2 separate regions of the Danio rerio genome follow, and region 2 is linked to region 1. A link is a contact called in public Hi-C data. All regions are on one chromosome and are shown on one strand. Each heading gives the region's core, a stretch centred on a gene start, on an enhancer-like site or on the middle of the called end of the contact. The rest is flanking DNA. Distances are from core to core; before and after follow the strand shown.

What was found. Hi-C and Micro-C count contacts between places; a contact is called where the count stands out from the background.
Region 2: a contact with region 1 is called in a Hi-C map of an unstated tissue, with 3 times the contacts expected there. The contact joins the promoter of gtf3c4 here to the promoter of tsc1b in region 1. A contact is called at or near these places in 1 of 18 Hi-C or Micro-C datasets (an unstated tissue) and 1 of 4 datasets of contacts at active chromatin or transcription factors (embryo).

Annotation. Positions count from the first base shown.
Region 1 is chr21:18,686,871-18,692,688 of GRCz12tu, reverse strand. tsc1b (TSC complex subunit 1b) reads right to left here and starts at 3,282. Exons shown (of 22, transcript NM_001282392.1): 1 at 3,249-3,282.
Region 2 is chr21:18,815,234-18,821,051 of GRCz12tu, reverse strand. gtf3c4 (general transcription factor IIIC, polypeptide 4) reads left to right here and starts at 2,401. Exons shown (of 5, transcript XM_691843.10): 1 at 2,401-2,738. The coding sequence starts at 2,433. The region is part of intron 7 of LOC137490590 (a long non-coding RNA gene); the gene reads right to left.

The DNA.
Region 1 (5,818 bases), core at 2,033-4,532:
GTTACAACAGTAATCTGGTAGTGTTTGCTTTGCTTTTGGCTTTTTCGGGGGTTAATTACTGTGATCTCCTGATTGCAACAGAGAGAAACTGGGAAATCTCTGTAGACTGATGGCATTCCATGCCGTTCAGTGTTATAATCGTAAAATGTGAGCAAAATCACCTGTTTTTTCATCACTTTAAACATTACGCTAGGGAATCATTCAAATACCAGCTCTAAAGTAATGTTGTGAATGAGCAGCAGTTTCTGCTGTTCTGACGTCAGCTGCAGATGTGAATGAATGGCCAAAGAAAGTAGTTCCTCATACAAAAGGGTTTTTAGACTCTCCGTGTTTGATTTGTTTTATTTTTATATACATGATTATGCAGTCAAACTATCATTGCATAAACGCAATATCATACTCGAAGCAGTGCGGTGTGACTGTATATCGTCACTGGTCCGACACTAAGGCAATGCTCGTGCCAATGTAAAAAAATGTAAAAGCCTTTATTAACATGGCTAATATTTAAAAACAGCTATATAATTTGATATACCTGTAATGTATGCAAGATATTTCAAGAAGATTTTAAATGGTTAGTCATTTATATTTTAAAATCTTAAAAATTCTATTTTATTTACTTTTAATGATTGAAATGTTGGTTGTTTATGCTCATCATAACTAACACTTATTGCATTTAAATATGTTATAATGTTGACACTTAGATGTGGTAGAGCATTTATTTTATTCTTGCACAGTATTAAAAGCGCATGTAAACTGAAAGTATTCATTTCCTTAATACATTTACCCATTTAAGCCAACACTTTGAACATTAAATCAGCATTCATAGTAAAAATGTAAATGTTTGTTGATGATGGAACAACTATATATTAAAACAAACTATACAACATAACATGAATGTTAGTTAACAGTAATCAACTGACCTGAAGCTGAAACCTGAAGACAGACTAGCAAAACAACTTCCAAACATAACAGATACTTTTCATAGCATTTAATACTAAAAAGTCTTGCACATCTCCATATCAACAACTTCAGATTATAGTCTTAACCTACATATTAACCAGCTTAATCTTGAGAGTAACGCGAGTCCCCAAGACCTGAAGCTAACAACTGCTAAGTGGACACTTTCTCCTTATTATATCATCAAAACAAACAGCTGCTAGAAAACACAAAGCACTGCTCTAAGGATATCTTAGTAGAAGATGAAAACCATCTAGGGAAAGGTGACAGCAAGAATGACCCTTCAATGTTCCATACAAAGACGTTCATTGATTAACTTCATAATCATAGCTCCCAAACTAAAAGCACGTATCACACTCATGGGGAAAAACACACTAATAAGATGAAGTTCTGGACGACCTCTTCACGAACTGTGGCTGTGTCTGCCAACTGGAAAACAGGGCTGTTAACAGCACAAAGAAGCTTTATATGCCATGTTTAGAGCCACATAAACAACTTCCTTAAAGAACTTCTGTTTAAGTTTACAGTTTTTCTCAAATTTCTCTTTTAGTTTTTATATATTAAATCAAGTCATAGTTTTTAAGAATTCTAAGTCTACACACTCAGAAATAAAGGTGCAAAATCTGTCACTGTGGTGGTATCCTTTTAAAAGCTACACTTTTGTAAAGGTGGACATTAGTACCTTTAAGGTTCACTTTTGTACCTTTATGGTACTATGAAGAACACATTTGTACTTTTTAAGTATTATTAGGTACATGTTACAAACAAAATAAATGTAGTTTTTTTAAAAAGTACCATCTCGATGACTGTGTGAGGGCTTTAAAAGCATTTAGAACTACGAAATTGTAAATTTGACAGATGAATAATGACTTAATTGTTTATATAACAAAGACTATGCAGTATTATTTTACATTTGATTATTCAATTACTGTACAACTGAATACAGTTCGACTTCTTAGAAAACAATCAAACACTGTTTATTTAATTTGTATCTTTTTTTCATTATTGAGCTTGTCTATATGCTTGTAGATTATCTCTTATATTTTATGCACATACACTTCCCTACAGAATCATCCCAATCAATCTAATGATAAATTAGCAGATCAGCAGATATTAAGCAGACAGTCTACTAATACTCAAATGAACCATCAAAATAAAGTGTTGCCAAATATGATTATTAACATAATTAGTTTTTTGTCATGATTAATAGAAAACGCCCAATAAAAAGAACTGGGAGTAACAATAGTTTATACAGATGCATGCAAATAAAATATTGCCAGGCATATTTTATTTCATGACATAATTAAATACTGTATTTAACAATCATAGTGCTGCCACAACAAATAATTAATTTGTACGTTATATCTTTATACTTCACCACTATCTTTTTTAACTACTACAAGACTACATTCTTGCAAGCAAGAAATATTTAACAATTACTAAAAATTATACAATTTAGTATGTTAACTTATACTTTTATTAAGTACAAGTCAGAATAAGCATGTTATTTCATTAATATATAATGTTATATAATCATACATGTGATTATTTCAGCTATAACAAAAACATTTTAAACATTTAAAAACATTAAAGTATTTATTTTATATGCAAATTACAATGCAAAAACATTTTAATTAATCAAGAAAAATAACCGTCATTCTTACTAGTTAAATGACTTTACACACTTAACAGGCGAGCAATGATCATACAGTAAGAGCTGGAGACTGCATTGAATGATTTGCATGCACACAACAAATTCTGTTCAAAAACATCCGCTCTTATGGGCGTAAAAGACAGCAAATAGCAAACAACATATGTCTGTATTTCAACCAATGCATGGCCCAAAATAACAGCGCAGGCATGTGCAGAGAGATGTTGTGGTTTGATCTGCATGCACTGACAGCAGATGTGTGTTGAAATGACCACTGGCGTAAACAGCGCAAGAGAACAATGGCCAGAATCTGCGGGACTGTCTCCAAAAAAATGCGCCGACCAAACCAAACATCCCCGCATGCATTTCAACTTCCCCCTTAAACGCCTGCATGCGCGCGGGGAGATTTGTTAGGATTCGTTTTGAAACTGTCACATTCAATAGGGACTATTATTTCACAGACAGTCCCAGGCAAGAGAGCCTTATTATCGACAAGCATACTGCAAATCAGAAATAACGCCCGAGAAACTTTATAATGCACGTAAAATACTGAGAAGCAAGCACATCTAACATCCCGACTGTCAATGCAGATGATGTAAAAATGTCACCCCAAAAAACATCGTTTAATAAACCTGTTTACCTGTTAGAGAAACTGCACTCCACAGGGCGCCGCCATCTTGAACACCTCACAACCCCTGCCAGCGCGGTCGCCTTCCGCGGATGAACAGGAGAAATAATCCCCGAGAGCTCAAAAACACGCCTGTATCTGAACACAGAACATAGAAATACGCAATGAATGTTATTAGAAATAACCTGCAGACGTACTTTATGAATGCATGGACCTAAGGCGGGAGCAGGACTGACGTGTGAAAGTTTTAGAGGATCCTGCAGTTAGGCCCTGAGTTGTTTTTCTGAAGGGTGGAGGGATGCAGGGCTCTGTAATGCGGCTTTCGCGTGACTCAGGTGGTGAGCGCATACACGCTGAATTGGACCAGCTAAAAGTTTCAGTTTTTTGCCCAAAATACACCATATAGAAACTGTGCAGTCCTTAACGGAATCAATACATAAAATGTAATAAAACACAAATTTAGTTTCATTCAAATACATAAATTGTAATAATAAAGACAAAAACATTCTATCAATAGGCTACATGAATGAATGAATGAATGAATGAATGAATGAATGAATGAATGAAAACTATAAAATAGAAATATAGGCTAATGCCTTAGTAAATAATTAATAAATTGGGGTAAGGAAAACGGAAGCGGACATTTAAAGACCAAATTCAGGCAAAAATAATGAATGAATGAATGAATGAATGAATGAATGAATGAATGAATGAAAACTAAATAGAAAATAAAAATATACACTAATGCATTAGTAAATAATAACTCAGGGCAAGAAAAATGCAAATAGACATTTAAACACCAAATCTAGGCAAATAATGAATGAATGAATGAATGAATGAATGAATGTATGAAGGTAGGTAGGAAGAAAGCAAGGAAGAAAAACTAGATAAAAATAAAAATATAGGCTAATACATTAGTAAATAATTAATAAATAGGAGCAAGGAAAATAGTACAAAAGGAGAGTACAAATTCAAACCTCAAATCCAGGCAAAAAAATATTGAATGAATGAATGAATGAATGAATGAATGAATGAATGAATGAAAACTAGATAGAAATAAAAATATAGGCTAATGCATTAGTAAATAATTAATCAATAGGGGCAAAGAAAACAAGAGGGGAAAAATTCAAACCCCAAATTCAGGCCAAAAAGAAAAAAATGAATGAATGAATGAATGAATGAATGTGTGACTGACTGAATGAATGAATGAATGAATGAATGAATGAATGAATGAATGAATGAATATGTGACTGACTGAATGAATAAATGTGTGACTGAATGAATGAATGAATGTGTGACTGAATGAATGAATGAATTAATGAATGAATGAATGAATGAATGAATGAATGAATGAATGTGTGACTGAATGAATGAATAATTAAATGTGTGACTGAATGAATGAATGAATGAATGAATGAATGAATGAATGAATGAATGAAAATGTGAGCAAAAAGAAAGTCATCTTATAGTGCAAATAAAGCTAGCCTATATATACAGGCTGCATAAAGGCCTACAAAATGATGAAAAGTAAAGGCAGCCTAGCCTACAAAAAATGTTGAGTTATGAATGAATGAATGAATGAATGAATGAATGAATGAATGAATGAATGAATGAATGAAAACTAGATAGAAATAAAAATATAGACTAATGCATTAGTAAATAATTAATCAATAGGGGCAAGGAAAACAGAAGTAGACAAATTCAAACCCCAAATTCAGGCCAAAAAGAAAAAATGAATGAATGAATGAATGAATGAATGAATGAATGAATGAATGAATGAATGAATGTGTGACTGAATGAATGAATGAATGAATGAATGAATGTGTGACTGAAAGAATGAATGAATGAATGTGTGACTGAATGAATAAATGAATGAATGTGTAACTGAATGAATGTGTAACTGAATGAATGAATGAATGAATGAATGAATGAATGAATGAATGAATGAATGAATGAATGACTGTGTGACTGACTGACTGACTGACTGACTGACTGACTGACTGACTGAATGAATGAATGAATGAATGAATGAATGAATGTGTGACTGACTGACTGACTGACTGACTGACTGACTGACTGACTGACTGAATGAATGAATGAATGAATGAATGAATGTGTGACTGACTGACTGACTGACTGACTGACTGACTGACTGACTGAATGAATGAATGAATGAATGAATGAATGAATGAATGAATGAATGAATGTGTGACTGACTGACTGACTGACTGACTGAATGAATGAATGAATGTGTGACTGAATGAATGAATGAATGAATGAATGTGTGACTGAATGAATGAATGAATGAATGAATGAATGAATGAATGAATGAATGAATGAAACTGTGAGCAAAAAGAAAGTAATCTTAAAAGTGCAAATAAAGCTAGCCTATATATACAGGCTGCATAAAGGCCTACAACATGATGAAAAATAAAGGTAGCATAGCCTACAAAAAAAATATTGAGTTATGAAGTATCTATGTTTAAATAAATATACAGACCAATAAATTAACAAATAAAGACAAATAGTCAGGAAAAATAAAGTAAACCAACTTAAAATTTTAAATATAGGCTACAATACAT
Region 2 (5,818 bases), core at 1,152-3,651, 130 kb before region 1:
CTGACATCAGATGAATAGTGTCTGAGCTTTCAGCTGATGGATTATGCCAGCTTATCAAATGACAAATGCTTCACAATTTAGAATGGCATATGTAATTTAAACACTTAGCACAGCTGAGACTGGCTCGCTGCCCAATGTTCACAACACAATTTATTTTAAATGATTACGTTTTAACATATGTAATGATGCTTTTAACATCTGCACTTCAAGTGTTTATTTAATTGCAACTCAAACTTTGATACAATATTTTAAAATGTTTGCAATAAATATGATTTATAGAAAAGTGCGTCCAATTCAACACCACTAAATATCTGGGTGTGTAAACCCAACCAAAAGCATCAAACTATTGGAAAAAAAATAATTTTATATTTATTTGCTATGAATTAAAGCCATTTATTCTTTTCACTTTACTATTTTATGATCATTAACACTCACTATGTTCTTTCGTTTCATTTTAATCTTCATTTCGTTTTATTGTATCCCATTTAATGATGATTCCACTTTACCACAACATGCAGTTTTTGATTTGTGGTAATGTAGAATCATCATTAGCAACTAAAATTAGATACAGTATTAAATCCATTACAATAACACAAATGCAGAGAGCATCAGTGTTAGTTTTATAACTTGAGTAACTATTGTGCTTTTGTTTATATTATTTATAGTCAGTTTATTTTAATTGAAATATTTTAGCTAAAGTGTAATATTTATGTGTGCTTGTGTGTGATTTCAAAAGTAATATATTTAGTTATGAGATTTAGTGTTGACCCTGGTGTGATTTATCGTGTAGCAACATAGGTATTTGAGCATTAATTGTGGCTTAGGCAGAGAAATACAATCCTTATCTAATGCAGTTAATAATAAAAAAATTATATATATATATATATATATATATATATATATATATATATATATATATATATATATATATATATATATATATATATTTATATATATATATATATATATATTTATTTATTCATTCATTTGTTTTCTTTCTTTCTTTTCAGCTTAGTCTCTTTATCTTTTCAGCTTAGTCTCTTTATTTAGACCTCTTAATCTGGGGTCGCCACAGCGGAATGATCTACCAATTTATCCAGCATATGCAGCAGATGCCCTTCCAGCTGCAACCCACCACTGGGAAACATCACTACGCACAATTTAGCCTACCAAATTCACCTGTACAGCATGTCTTTGGACAGTGGGGGAACCAGAACACCCAGAGGAAATCCACGGGAACAACATGTATATTCCACACAGAAACACCAACTGATCCAGCCGAGACTTGAACCAGCGACCTTCTTGCTGTGAGTCGACAGCACTACTTACTCTGCCACTGCGTCGCCATATATATATATATATATATATATATATATATATATATATATATATATATATATATATATATATATATATATATATATATATATATATATATATGAGCAATATCAAACGAGTAGCAGTGCGATGTGGCTGTATATTGGCACTGGTGGGAGGCTTGCATTGTGCATTGTTGCCTTAGTGCCCCCACCAGTGCCGATATACAGCCATATCGCACTGCTACTCGTGTGACATTGTGTTTATACAACAGTTTGATGGCATAATTGTGTATATAAAAGCAAAATCAAACATGGAGAGTCTCAAAAACTCTTTTGTATGAGGAACTACTTCCGCATTGGATTCAAATAATTAGCTGACAGTTAAACAGCTGAGCAAGCATCTTTTAAACTTGTAGCGTCTGTTTTTTGCTGGTTGTATGTGGGCGGAGTAATACACAAAAGGTAAAGAGGCTATACGGGTGCTGATATTACTTAAATATATCACGGCTATCAGCCAATCAGATTCAAGAACCAGACAGAACTGTTGTTTTTGTGTTTGTGTATATATATATATATATATATATATATATATATATATATATATATATATATATATAGATAGATAGATAGATAGATAGATAGATAGATAGATAGATAGATAGATAGATAGATAGATAGATAGATAGATAGATAGATAGATAGATAGATAGATTTGATTTTTTTCTTTTTTGAAATATTTCCCAAATGATTTTTAACTGAGAAAAGAAATGTTCACAGTATGTCTGATTATATTTTTTCTTCTGGAGAAAGTCTTGTTTTATTTCAGCAAGAATAAAAGCAGTTTTTAATTTTTTAAACACCATTTTAAGGTCAAATGTTTAAAATAAAAAATATAAGCCCCTTTAAGCTATTTTTTTTTGATAGTCTAGAGAAAAAAAATACATCGTTATATATAATATTGTATTATTATGGATTATATTAAGAATTACAACCGTACAATTTACAACGTAATTGATGTCAATCTGGCAACCCAGGTCATGCTGCGCTCGTGAAATCCCTCCTCCTCCGGCACCGTAACTTCCTGGAGACGTGCTTTATTTTTATACAGAAAAAATGGCGGCATTATGCTCAAACAGTTCTTCAGAGAAAGCAGGGACCGCGTCTGAAGCCCCGTCAGGACCGGAGGATGATTTTTGGGCGGGACAGGGACCAATAGTGCTGCGGGATCCTGCGATTAAATTGTTGAGTCCGGTTAGCGGTGTGGAGCCGCTGTCGTGGGCAGAAGATCACAGACTGGCGGCCTGCAACACGAACAGCGTGTCTCTGATGGAGCTGGTGTGTGACATACACAGTCTCAGTCAAAACCTGGTGCTGCATCGCACTCACATCCCCGTCCCCACCACCACATGTGAACTCAAGGTAAATACTTCACTGCGCGCGCGCGACTTCTCCTCGCTTCATGGTATCATCACTTGTTTTGAATTTGTTGCCAAAGCTTAAGCCACGTTTGACGTGACATGACAGCTTAAGATCTTTAAAATAAGCGTTAATGGTGTGGACGATTATTGTTTTAATTCTGATTTTCAACTGTACACTTTTTTATTTTACTTTTCATGACAATTTCATCATACTAACTACGCATAAATTAAGCTAATACAATAGAAATATGCAATCATAAAGTGACATTATTTTAAAATGTTAAGTTAGTTGTGGGCTTTGGCTATTCAAGATCAAATGCATTAAATTTTTGTCTGCCTGTTTGAATGTAATGCAACATTACTGGAGATCAGCTGTATTGTATTTTTAGTCAGTCAGTGATTTATTTATTTTTTTCCTCCACATCTTTTCAAAATGGGGCTCTATGTTTCCCCACGGGTCATAGTTGTGACCACTAACATATTTATGTGTTCTGTGATCATGATTTATGGGACAGAGCGATCTTAATTAATGATAGGCGTTTTAAATATTATATGTATCAAGGACGCAGTTGAATCTGTATCATGACATGTATTTTAAATGCTTCTTTTTACTTGAGCTTTAACACAGACAGTGTCTTCCAAAGGGGAAAATGACATTAAACAGCTTTGGGCATGCTACTATTTATACCAGACATGAAAAAATGCTCCCATCAAGTAAAGACAATCTGCACTTCTATTTATAGCTGACCATAATGTGGAAAATCCATCAACTGTTTTTAATTTATTAAATACGATTTTTTTTTTACAAATCAGGTTGTAATGCTTGCGATTAAAGTATATCTTAAAATGAGTTAATCTACTGTATTTAACTCTGTTTTTGACAATAGTTAAAAATAAGACTTTGTTTTATTGAGCCGCTTTTAAGTTTTAATATTTAAAGTAATATTTTTAGTACCTTTAGTACCTGTCGGACATCAAATAAATGCAGTTGATCTATTTGGTTACCTTTGGCTCCATATGTGTGAAAACTAAAAATAGGCTTCTTATAGGCTAAAAGAAAATATATTTTTCATCCCCTTATTTACATATTTTATGATAAAAAGGTTTAAATTGTTGACACTTTAAATAGTTATGTTAATTAATAAAAATTAAATTAACTTATTTCCTGATATAAAGCTAAAAACTGTGACGTTCATTCGTTCCTTATTTATCAGGGGTCTTCACAGCGGAATGAACTGTCAACTATTCCAGCATTTGTTTTACATAGCAGATGCCCTTTTAGCCGCTATCCAGTTCTGGGAAACACCCATACACTCTGACATTCACACACACACATACTCACACACACACACACACACACACACACACACACACACACACACACACACACACACACACACACACACACACACTAATACACTAAAGCCAATTTAGTTTACCCAAGTCACTCATACCGCATGTGGGCACATGTGTTTGGACTTTGGGGGAAACCGGAGCACCCAGAGACCCACACAAACACTGGGAGAAACTCCCCACAGACATACTGTACCAACCAGCCCAGCCAGGACAACCTTCTTGCTGTGAGGTGACAGTGGTAAACACTGAGCCACTGTGCTGTCCTTTGTTCACAACTTATATAAAGTGGGGCTGTGCAATTTGGGGAAATTATCTATTTGCAATATTTTTTCTATTAATTTTTTTTACAGATATTGCGATTTCGATTTAATTTTATATCGTAGCTTCTTACTACTAAAATGCAATGAGTGTTAGTTAAAAAAAATGAACTGAAAAAATGTTAACTTAAACTTTTATTCATATTTGTTTTTAAATATTCAGAAATGAGGCACATTTTTCCATAGAGCAAACAGAAAGCACAAATAAAACGACCTTACCTTTCTGTAAACAAGTTGAACTCAAATTAGGGATATAGTGTAGCTTATTATACAAACAAAAAATAATAGTTCTAAAAATACAGAACACTCAGCAAACTAATTTAAGTGTATATGACCTATTTTGCATTTAGATGAGTTTTTTTAAATCCCTCTTTGGTCACTGCATTAAAAGGAACCATGTCTTTAGCGAGGTGTTGTGTTATGGCATTAGTTATCTTCTGGGTAGGGCTGCATCAGCTGTCCTTTAGTTCTTTCTTCTCTTAAAGGTAAAGTCCACACTTGGGGCTTTGTAACTACTAGCTAGTTTGTAACTAAATTTGTAGACATGTTCTTAAACCATACCGTAATTGGTAGATTGTAAGCTCTCCGTAAAGTCATGTGTATAGTCGCACTGAATGACGTAATATCCAATAAGAAGCATTTAAATCATTTAACTGCTTTAAAATTCTGCAACTACTGCATCTATATAACTGTCTTATGAAAATTAAATGGCAAATTATATTTGTATAGTACATTACATTAGTCAGTCACTCCATACGACGCGCATATCTGCATCAGGAGCCGTGAATCATACTATGCGTACTCATACTAAGCTATCCGAACCGCGCCCAGGCCAGTTTCCTGGATTGTTTGAGAAGTGTGAGTGCTCTGAATTGGTTGGTCGGTCCTGGCCCGGTTAGAAGAGGTGTGCCAAAGTGCGGTTCACTTGGGCGGTACGCTTGTATTGTGCGTGCAAAGCGCGCATGAGCCCGAAACTGAAGACGAGACTTGACTTTTAAGGGACTGTTTCATATGGATTTATTAATCATTCTTACTGTTTAATGAACTCAAACTGTTGTAGATTATTAAAGATGCAAACCCCTCACTGCGCGACAGCTGCACCTTCAGCAAACCTCCTAATTCCTGCAGCACGAGGACTTTACGATTGTTTATGAGCATCAAAAGTGGCTGATCTGTTCAGGGAAATACTTGACCGCTTGTTACTGCATCTCAAACAAAAGGATATAAAGAAATTTCCACTGTGCTGAGCGAGAGAGCACTAACTAAACTGCGCATCATCGATTAGGTAAGCGTGCTCAGGCCCGAATGCAATATGAGTGTGGGACGTCAGGCGAGACGGGAGGGGGGACAAGCGTACTTTTGCCCGATTTAAGGCAACTGTACATAGTGTGAGTACGCCCTAAGACAC